Linked DNA regions of Macaca mulatta: region 2 is linked to region 1. A link is a contact called in public Hi-C data. All regions are on one chromosome and are shown on one strand. Each heading gives the region's core, a stretch centred on a gene start, on an enhancer-like site or on the middle of the called end of the contact. The rest is flanking DNA. Distances are from core to core; before and after follow the strand shown. Region 1 holds the start of LOC144339466. Region 2 holds the start of LEKR1 (leucine, glutamate and lysine rich 1).

Evidence for each region. Hi-C and Micro-C count contacts between places; a contact is called where the count stands out from the background.
Region 2: a Hi-C map of fetal cortex germinal zone shows a contact between it and region 1, with 3 times the contacts expected there. The contact joins the promoter of LEKR1 here to the promoter of LOC144339466 in region 1. A contact is called at or near these places in 5 of 14 Hi-C or Micro-C datasets (CD4 T cells, fetal cortex germinal zone, fetal cortical plate and 2 more).

The regions. Positions count from the first base shown.
Region 1 is chr2:59,858,585-59,864,140 of T2T-MMU8v2.0, reverse strand. It overlaps LOC144339466, which reads left to right and starts at 3,438. Exons shown (of 4, transcript XM_077994099.1): 1 at 3,438-3,476; 2 at 3,624-4,184; 3 at 4,288-4,467. The coding sequence starts at 3,438. It overlaps TIPARP (TCDD inducible poly(ADP-ribose) polymerase), which reads right to left and starts at 3,869. Exons shown (of 6, transcript XM_015131864.3): 1 at 3,663-3,869; 2 at 1-822. The coding sequence starts at 781.
Region 2 is chr2:60,002,210-60,007,814 of T2T-MMU8v2.0, reverse strand. It overlaps LEKR1 (leucine, glutamate and lysine rich 1), which reads right to left and starts at 4,153. Exons shown (of 13, transcript XM_015131868.3): 1 at 4,072-4,153; 2 at 1,046-1,118. The coding sequence starts at 1,093.

The sequences.
Region 1 (5,556 bases), core at 2,189-4,688:
GGTGCTTCAAACAATCCCTGCCATAAATACAAGTGCCTTGCAGAAAGTCCATGCAAATTTCAATTCCGTTCTCTTGGTGAGTGTGGTACTGCAATTGGTTCACCAGCTCAAACACGAGGTCAAGGGAAGCCTCTTCACTTTTGTCCTGGAAGAGCTCAGTACTCAGTTTATCACTGGTGTCCAAAATGTATTGGATTGTAAAACTGTTTTCTTGGAAAATGCCTGGAACATAATCTATGACTTTGTCTAAGCAGTCAGGACTAGTAGGAACATCACTTGAAACTGGGTGCAAGAGATCAGTCTGGAAGTGACCTGCTGTAGAATCTGCCACCGTCCCACTGAGAGTTTCTGATGGAAAGCTGTGATCTTGGATTGGAACCACTTGTTCTGGAGCTTCAGTGGAAGGATGGGCTTCCGGTATCTGGTCCCCAACATTTGTCCTATCAGGTATCAGAACAGACATATTATTTTCTGCTGGTGGGCATGATGAATTGATTTCCATGGCTTTCTTCATCATAGGTTCATGTAAGCTGTTCTCATCTGTACTCTGGTTCCTAGATCTAAAAACCCCATCAAGCGAGCCAGATTCTAGAAGAGTGTTTAATATTGGCCTCAGAGACCTCAGGGTTCCAGTTCCCAATCTTTTCTGATCCTTTTTCTTAAAACAAGTCTTCAATGGAGTGATCTTCTCAGAGAGTCTCATTTGGCATGAAAAGTTATCAGGAGGAGAGGGAGGCTGCACTACACAGTCTGGCTCAGGTTCGGTGGTTTCCATTTCCATGATGTGGATTAGTTCCAACTGCTCCTCAGAGTCTAAAAATTCTACGAGGAAAGGAAGGAAGATGATCATTTACAAACTGACAGCAACTGGATTTCATTCATTCACTAAAATGTTTTGTTTTTGTCCTAATTCCCTGAAACCATTCCTCTTATACTATATTTAGTTTTTACAGGTCAATGTTAAATTTTATTGAGAAATTAAGGATCCAAAGCACCCAAGGCTATCCAAAAGCACCCAGCAGGTAAAAGTAGAAGAGTCTTTCAATAGGCCATTGGCATGCATTTGTGGGCTGAATACACAAGAGTTTGAAATTCTGCCAGGTTATGAATTTTTACTATAAGGCTAGAGTGGGGTGGGAAATGGGAGGTAGAAATAACTGTGTCTAGATGATGACAGCAGGGAAACCACACTTCCCCTCAGCTTTGCGGTTCTCTTCATAGTTGTTGATGTATCACCTATCTCATGAGTTGACAAAAAGTTTAAAAGTCCATCAAATGAAAGATAAACTTCAAACTTAAACAGTGAGTGAATTTAAGGGTATAAGAATATACACAAGAAACAGGGGCTCTCAACTGAAATACTATATGGGAGAAAGCCAGGAGTTTGTTAAGCATTTCTATATTCAGAAAGCTCTAATATACTATCCAAGAATGTTGAGTCTACTTTTGCAACCCCCAAAAACATTACCATTACTGATGGAATATAAGGGTGTGTTTAGTAACGAAGCCCCATCAGCAACAACCACTGCACACTGTGTCAGAAGACAAGCACAACTTGGTAACACAGAAAAAGCCTCCTAGTTCTCGTCCTTAGAAAAGTTACATATATACATTTTTAAAGGGCAAATGAAGGCATATTATAGAAAAACAAAACAACAATATAAAACACGCACCAAATTTCAGATTCCTAATCAATTACTGAAAGAGACAAAAAAAGTCCTTTCTTCCAAGAATCAGACCCCTTGAAAAAAACTGAAATTTGAAAACATTTACTGAGATTGTGCCAGGTGAGAAAGGAATGGTGATGAGCAATTAATCCTCTTCTCTCTTGTCCAATAAACTGAAAGAGATCTGTGACGCAAGGTCCCATGACTTAATCAAATATGCATCCTAGGTGCCCAGTAAAGTGCCTAGCTACCACAATGCACACAGCTGGTGTTCCACATATATTTTGTCGGCTGAATTACTTAAGAAAAGCACCTATCAAATGCTTAGTTCTTTGGTGTTTGTGGGTCAACAACGAAAGATAAAACTGAGTGTCCCCAAAAGTGAATATTAAAAATCTAATTGGAGAGAGTCATAAATCTATGTGTAAGAAGTCCATCACATTCATAAAAGTAAAATACAAAGCACAGTTTATAACAAAGTGTTAAATGTACATAAGTACAAAAGGAAAAGGCAGAAAAAGGAGAGTTCACTGTGAGCTGGCATTGTTAGGGAAAGCTTCACGAAGAAGAAGGGATCTGACATGAGACATAAATCAACTGGAAAGCAGCCAAGCCAGGCGTTATTATTCATCATTTGGTGCTACTGCCTCAAGGCACAATTGGCACAGACTGTGGTATTCCCTCTCCACCATACCAAACCGGACTGCGCTTTCCCCACGCGCACACACTCTAACCACTCCTATCAAACCCAATCAAGGTAAAAGAGACACGAAATCGATTTTATTTATATGTGTGTCTGCAAGTACACACGCAAGCGCGCGCGCAACTTTTCCTATTATTGCCCTTCATCAAACTCGGAAACAAAACTGGGAGGAAGCAGCAGAGAACTGGAGGAGTGGCTGGAGGTGGAAAGCCACTAGAACCTAGTTCCTCAATTAGTTTTCATAACAGAAAAATAAAGATGCGAAGGACACATCCTCTGGTCTCCAGCGGCAGGCGACACACCGCGACACCCCGCGACACCCCTCACCTCGTGACGCCGGGGTTCTCCAGCACTCCCGGCCGAATGCACTTTCCGAAGAAACCGCCGCTCCAAAGCCTGCCCGCCCGCCGCCGCGCGACACCCCGGCGCCGAGCCCGGGTCCGAGCGACGCCTCCTGCCGGCCGCGGCGGTTTGCTCAGCTCCTGGTCCCGGGCCGCGCCAACTCCGCGCAGCGCCGCTGAGGCGCCGCCCGGCTCTGCAATTCCGGGTGTTCCCGGGCGTCCCCGCCCCCGCCTTCCCCTCAGCAGGCGCCTGGGCGCCCCCCAACCCCTGTCCAGCCTCCTTCGGACCAACGACCCGCCCCGGCCTCCCTACATCCGAGAGGCCACTCGCAGCGCCTTCTGCCTTTAATTCTTTTTTATCCCCTCAGCCCACCTCCCGAAGAGCGTCCAGCGGGTCTTGGGGGCTCGCAGAACTGAGCCGCGAAGCGCCGGGGAAACGCGGCTGGCGCTTCCCGCGGCGGCGGGGAGGAAGACGAAGACTTGCGCGCTCTCAAAGTTAACGTGAAAACAGCTTCCAAACTTCTGGGCTGCAGCCCGAAACGCGGGGTAGCCGGAAGACTCCCGCAGCCGCCGTGCCCTCCCCCGGCTCTGGGAAGGGCTCCTCGGCGCCTCAGAGCACCCGGGGTCGGCCCGCGGGGGAGGCCGCATAGACGCGCCCCCACCCTGACCAACGGGGAAGGGGCAGGCGCCGGCGACCCCAACTAAATCCTTCGGCGCCTCGGTCTGATGTATACACCTGCCAGAAGCTCTAAGTGCCTAAGAAGTGTAACCAATTCCATCTTGATGCTGACGGGACCCGAGTGAATTCGGTACAAAGGGCAGTCTCAAAATCAATCACCCGATCCGCGAGAGCCCGGCACACTCCCGGCGCGGGGCCGGAGCCGCGAGGCCGGCGCTCGCACTCCCCGCTAGGGTCCCTCAGCCCCTCAGTGCCCTCCCGGAGCCCTTTACCTGAAAGGGACCCTGAGAGAACGGACGACAGGAGCCGAGTCGAAAGCAGTGTCCGCGCCGGAGGTCAGCGCCGAAGGCGGGAGCCGGCGTCTACGGACCACAGAGCGGCGACGCGGCCAGCCGCGCACGGGCCATTCCGCCGCCGCGAACGCAGAAAGCCTCGATCGCGCTCCGAGTCCAGCCAGCTCGCCTGTCACCTCGATCTCTGCTTTAAGTGGCTTCCGGTCGCCTCCTCCCGACGGCCCGTCGCGGAGGCGGAGCCTGGGCGGCCGGAGCGCGGTGGGGTGGGGTGAGGAGGCCGGGCGCTCAGTGGGTGCCGAGAAGAAGACCCGCCCCCTGCGCGCGCGTGCGCGTTCGTTCGAGGGGAGGCGCGCGGGTTGTGTGCCGTGTACTTGTGTTCCCGCGAGGGGGCGTGTCCTTTCTCGCGCCGGCGGTGTCCCCGCGGGTCCGCGTCTCCACGCGGCTGTGAGAAAGGAAGGCGTGTGCCGCGTGGGACGGGCTCCACCTGCCTGCGGACAGATGGTGGGTCACTTTGTTCCGAGGAGACCCAGGCACCCGAGGGAGGATGTGAAACGGAACGACCCGTTTCGGTGCGGTTGGCTTTGTTTATTTGCCTCCTCCCCAGACGCCTCCAGCCCCTGATGTCGACGCACCCTGTGAGGAAGCAAACGGCTGCCTCCGCCACTGCCACCAGACGAGGTCGCCTGCCCCGCGCCGGACAGGCCGGACGGGCTGCGCACCTGCGGCGGCCGACTGTTTCGTGGGCCTTGTACGCCACCTTGCAGAAGGGGAACCTAGCTCTGAGGTTTTGATGATAGAAGCTCATTTACTTGTGTTTTAAAGCCCACAAACGCCGTAGTGACTAATTTATTCATTCAGCAAATGTCTCTCAGAGCGTCTATTACGTACCAATCATGTAGCCTGGACTTCATGCCTGTCCTCATGGAGCTTGCAGAGCACCTCTGAAATACACAGCACATACAGAATGGCCATATTTTCTGGGCTGTAAAATACTTTAAAGTGTAACTCCATATATTGAGTAGATTTTCAGTAGTGAAGGAAGAAACAATACATTTAGTTCATATAATCCGTATGTATGAAAAAACGAAAGTGCTGGTAATTCCAGACATGGAAGTCAGTAAAACCTAGGAGCTAAAAGGTAATAATCATAGACATTATGATTCTAAGCCTTTATTAAACTGTTCTAAACCAGACTGGGTAAGCACACCAGCAATGAATAGATTAAGGGTGTTATCTCCTCAGCAGCTTATTTCAAATTGCATCAAGGCAGGGCCATTAAACTAAGGTGAGAATGATATGGGCGGAATTCAGAGGATAATAGGTAAAAGATGAAAAACTTTACATTTAAAATCTTACTGAGACAGATCTTGGTCTGTGTCTACTCATACACAGAATCGCCTAGAAGCTCATATTTGAATTTACCGTATTACTCTTGGCTTTCTATTTTTCTCATTTCTTCTGTTTTCTTTTCTGTCCTTTTGTGCCTTCTTGTAGATTATTTTTAATTCCACTCCCTTCTAACAATTAGGTTGTTATACATTCGTTATGCTTTTAGTAGTACTTCAGTTATTTATTGCTGTGTTCAAACTACCCCCAAAATATAATGACTTAAAACAATGGCTCTTTTATTTGCTCATGATTCTGAATTCTCTGGCACAGGAATTCAGTCAGGACATAGTACAGGTGGTTCATTTCTGCTCCATGATGTCTGGGGCTTCAATTAGTGTGGGCATAATGGGGCCTGGCTGGAATGGCTTAACTAGGGTCATAAGTCTTGGGACTTGAGGATGGAGATGGAGTTTCATGACAAAAATGAATGTGAACATGATGTGGAAAATATGGAGATGGAAGCCACAAGCTAAGGATGCTGGAA
Region 2 (5,605 bases), core at 2,904-5,403, 140 kb before region 1:
TAATACTTCATCATTATGTTTATTTACATCTCTTGACTGCAAATAGCACCATGTTGTCTGTTGTCTGTGTACATAAGTTTTGATAAATTTTACCCTTTTATAACAGATTTGTGCATATTTTATTGTAGTAAATGATAAAATAGACTAGTGTCTACATACATTTTATGCATTCATGACATGCCTTTTTGTTTTGTTTTGTTTTGTTTTTGAGACGGAGTCTTGCTCTGTGCCCCAGGCTGGAGTGCAGTGGCACGATCTCGGCTCACTGCAAGCTCCGCCCCCACGGGTTCACGCCATTCTCCAGCCTCAGCCTCGAGTAGCTGGGACTACAGGCGCCCGCTACCTCGCCCGGCTAATTTTCTTGTATTTTTAGTAGAGACGGGGTTTCACTGTGTTAGCCAGGATGGTCTCAATCTCCTGACCTCGTGATCCGCCCGTCTCGGCCTCCCAAAGTGCTGGGATTACAGGCTTGAGCCACCGCGCCCGGCCGACATGCCTTTTTCTTAATTTTTTCAATATTTCTAGGCTACTTGGTTCACCTGTGAGTTTTTTCAAACCATTACAAATCTTCAAAACATTTTCCAATATATTTATTTAAAAAACCCACATATAAGTGGACCCACACAATTTAATTCCATGTTGTTCAAGGGTCAACTGTATAAAAAGGGCTTAAAACAGTGCTTGGCACACAGTAAATACTGAGAATTAATGTTGGTGAAACCATAATAGAGGCTTAGAAATCCAGCTCCACTGAAACACACATGGACGTTTCTGATGCCTGCTTTTCACTAGGGCTCCACAACCATCTGGTCAAATACTGTGTTGGAATTAGATATATGTCTTCTTTCATAGTAACAAAATTCTTTATACTGAATTGAATTCCACAATTCTGCTCATTATGATAATAATTATTCCCTCTCCCACTCCACCAATTCATTCAGATCCTATGACCAAAATTAATGAATTCACTCCTCTAGGTTTCAGAATTATCTAACTACTAAACGTTCCCACTGTTAGGCTGTAGCAACACAATATAATAGCATACCTTTTGGATTTCTTCAGGCAAAGCATGCACGGGAATGTGACGGTCCATAACTTCCCAAAATATGGTGAGAGAGCTTTGAAGCAAAAAGAAATCTAAGAATACTGATGGCAACAGTCAAACAGAAATCATGTAGAGAACATTCAAACTAAGATGCTTTATAAATTCTTGGGAGTATTTGGGGATGAATGGTGATAACTGTTTCAACAGATGCTTATTTCATCAGCTCAATGTTAGAAAGTACAATTAGGGTTTTCTCCATTAGTTATTGGGCCAATAGAACAGGAGAGAACTATAGAGACTGCTAAGTTAGAAAGAATATTTTCTCTTTTGTTAGAACTTTATAGCCTAATAGTAATTTCTGCTGTGATTTACTACTAATTGTTTTTCAAATACATAATGACTAAAATTTTAAATACACATTTCAGTATATTTTAAAAATCAAGTATTTTTCTGAAATGCTGCCAGAAAAAGTATGAAAATACAGCATTTAAGTTTAGCAGATGAAAAAAGCAATTGTGTCATGAATACTGGATTAAATACAGAAAGAGAGAATTTAGAGTTACCAGATTAAATATCATATGCAAATACTGAACAGAAGACTGATCAAAAAATAAGAAGTGCCAATTTTATCTAAGATGGACATTTACATAATTTTATGCAGATATTTTACTTTTAACAGATTTTCTTTTTCTAATAAAAGCCATTCAATATAAAAGTGAGTCACTACTTTCATAAAACTACAGAGGATAAACGGAGGAGCACTTTGGGTTCCTTTTTTTTTTTTTTTTTTAATCCTTCCCTCACGAGTGAGGGCTGTTTGTACATATCTAAGAAGTCAGGAGAAGAGGGAGAGCAGTGACAGCAGAGTCAGATGATACAGGCACAATTCCATAGCAGGGAAGAAGGCCTGAGGACCATGAGTTATAGACAAGAGCAGTCTAAGAGTTCAAGAAAGGAAAATATCTTATGTTTCAGATGAGAGGTGGGAGTTAGTGAAGCCTTCCTGAGGTTGTTCGCATTCAATCAGGGCGGGATTTTGAAAAGAGAGACTGGAGGTACTCCATCAGAGACAGCAACCCCGGCCATACAGCAAGGCAGCAGGAAAACTGTAGTTGTCAAAAGGTCCTATAGTGGCATTATCTTTGTAAATGGTGCAACCACTAGTGGAAGAGGAGATTCTTTGTTCCTTGTGTTAGCACAAAGACTCATTTCAGTGAGGTGCTGTTTAAAACCAAAAACTAACGAGCTTTCTGTCTTCCCACATAAAACATAATATGACATGTGTCTTAAAGTTAACTGAGGTCTGCAACGGACGTACCATTAACCATGTCAACATAGGTCCAACCATAATCGGATGTTTGGCAGATTTGTCATAATCATGTGGCAAGAGCCCAGAAGGTTCATTATTCTCATTTCTGTCATTTAACGGTGGACTTGCCATCAGTAAAATAAAACAGTAACTTCAACTCTATTGGGAGAATTTTCCAAAAAATCACCATCTAAACATCCTTTGAAAATTTCACCCATAAAACTATCTGAGAGCACGGATCTAAATGACAGTAGAAGCAAAGCACCAGTAGAACAGTTTTTGTGTAGTGCCCTCATTGTGAATCTATTCCAACTTTATGGCCTTAGCATAAGAAGGGGAGGAACTGGCAGGTTCTGATTATTGGGGGGAAATTAAAAGTAAAATATCATGCCAACTCAGAAAATGCTCCACAATGCAGAAAGACAACAATTTTATTAGTAATTAGGCATTTAACTAGACTTTGATGTACATCACAGCTAATCTGCTAATGAGGTTACAAAGAGAGAAGGAAATCCCACTCTTCTTACTACAGTCAAGGAGATATAATCCGTCACACACATTCTCAAGGAAATTGGTAACGTGTCCTCATGGAAGAGGGCTTAACATAGTGTTCTATACATTCTTTTATATTTCTTCTTTAATTCATCTGGTAATTGGGGTAACCACCTGTGTTAGCTAACGGCTTTCCTCCTAAGGAATGCATAGCGCTATAACAAAGCAGGTGTTTACAATTAGGAATAACGCAGGTAGGTTAAACTCCCAAAGCGACAAGGAGATTGGGGCCCTATCTTCCTTGATGTTTACATTTTAAAAGAAATGGCTTCCAGGTCCTCAAGAAAAGCATTCCTAGGTTTTAAAAAAGATTTTCATACATATTAAATTGAGGAAGAATTCACAAATACTAAGTTTCTCGAGAAAGAAGAAGGGTCTCTTTCCCTTTTGGCAACAGGGAAAATTTGTAAATTTTTAAAATTTAGTCTTACATAGTTTTGCGTGTGTTATCAAACAAGTCCCTTTAATTTTTCTCATTGCACGTGTGTGGACTGCACTTTGGCAAGAGGTGCAGTGATAAGTGGCTGCAGCTACGTGAGTGTTTGTGAACCTCCTCTCTAACAAGATCACCGAAAAGACATTTTTTAAAATGCAGACACGTCCTTGTTCATTTCCAATTCCGTTTCTCACACCAGTGTCACGTTAGGCCATTAACTCACGTTCAGCTTTCAAGCCCTTACGTAAAGAACCATTGTCTTGGCGTGAATCACACCACTACGAGCAGGTCAGGGGCAGGTGAAGGCGGGAGTTCACGTCCTAAGACTTCCCTGAAGCGGCGGGATCTTCCGCACAGAAACCAACCGCAAGGCCAGACAAAACTGCTGCAACGGCTTTCAAATCTGTCCCTTTCTAACCCCGTTCCCCCTGGACCTGCCGTGGCCGGAAGAGGAGGAGGAGGAAGGTGCGGGGGTGAGGAAGCAGAGCCGCGCGTTCCCTGGGGCTGGGAGGAAGGCGCACCGCGCCTGGGACCCGCGGGCTGGAAGACAGCAGGAAGGGGCCGCAGAACAGTGTGGCGGCGGAGTCCAGGCCCGGGACCTCGTGCCCTCGCTGGGGCACCGCGGCTCAGCTTTCTGGTCCTCTCCCCGGGTACGAGCACGCCTCCACTCCGGAACTGCATTCCGGTGGACCGCGTCATCCCAGGCTGAGGAAAGCCATTGTCCCTCACCTCGACTTCGACTACGACAGGTGTGAAACGGCTTTCCTGGTCTCCCGGGCGACCGCGCCGCCCGTCGGCTTGACGTCAGGGCGCAGCGACGTCACGGCCCACGTCTGTCGTCAGCGCTCCCCTGCACCGCCCAGGGCCTCACGCGCCGGGCGGAAGTGGGAAAACTGGTGGTGGGGCTGGGAAGGCTGGGCTAGTTTTACGCGGAGTGTTGTGAGAAGGAGGGAAGGGGATCGAGGGATGAGGCGGGCGAGAGTGGGTCGGGTGCTTGGTAGCGGCTGCTGAGATGGAGGGAGCTATCCCACCGTCGTGGGGGTTTGGAGAGAGGCACTGCCGGGAGTCAGGAGCCTATAGCCCTACCTCTCACCCCGGCTCTGGGGCTATGTGGCTGACATAGCAGTGAGCAGTTACTGTTCTTGAGCGGAGGAAAGAGATGCCTGTAGAGGTCATGGGTGTAAAGGGAAGTTCTAGTTTCAGTCATTACAGCAAGGGCAAATTAATTGGGAAGGCGTTGGTGACATTTCCATTCTACTCCAAAGTAGTGAAGATTAAGGGCTTAGTTCAAAAAGTATTTTGAGACCTCCTAGTCTACACTTTATTTATCGCAGGCTACCCACCCTTACACGTGACAAACTTCCCTTTATTCATACATTCATTCACAAAACAAATATTTATTGACCTACTACGCGACAAGCAGAGCAGCATACCGAGATAGGGTAATACTCTGTGACTGGTCAAGGAAGGAGCAGCCATTGGTATAATTAGCAGGTGACTCATTCGTAGTCCAGATCTTGCCTTTCTGAGGATTATATAAGGTCCAAGTACAGTTCTTCCAAGAACCAGAGAAAATATCATGGCTCTCTAGCAGGCAGAAAGACTGGTTTGCTATTGAATAAAATAAGGTTAAGTAAATACAAAGAAAATTAATTGAACCTATAGATTTAGATAAATGATTAAATGACGCACAGCAGTAGCAGTACACCAAACTGCTTACTCATAACTATTGATTAATGACACCAGGAAGTACTGAACACTGCAGTGCCTTGTTCCTTGGCACTAAAAAGTCTAGCAGATGTATCTTGTACGCGCAACCTGACTGATATTTTTGCCCCAGTGCCTACCCTTGATTTTCTGTTTCCACTCCCTCAAAGAGGAAAGGATTAAGAGGCCTGGAGGACAGTCAACCAAGTGGTCAAGTACAGCATGCTTATGAGAAGCCCAAATAACTTTCAGAGCTATTCATCCTCATCATATTTATCTGAGGGATAGTGAAGGTAAGACTGCTGTCATTTTGTAATAATGGAAGTTTAGATATAGGGCACCAAAACCGGTACCTATCTGGGACAGAAATTCGCACGCCTGATGCAAGATCACTCTGTTCTGAGGCTAGTTTTATTTATTGAGTACTTTGTGTATAGGATAAGGAAAAGCAACGCTTTAAGGATGGGAGAAAATCCAGTTCAAAGGCGCAGTTCACTCTGTGGTTTAATTTCATCTGTGTTTGTTTATCTGCATATTGCCTTTGTGACCAATTTCC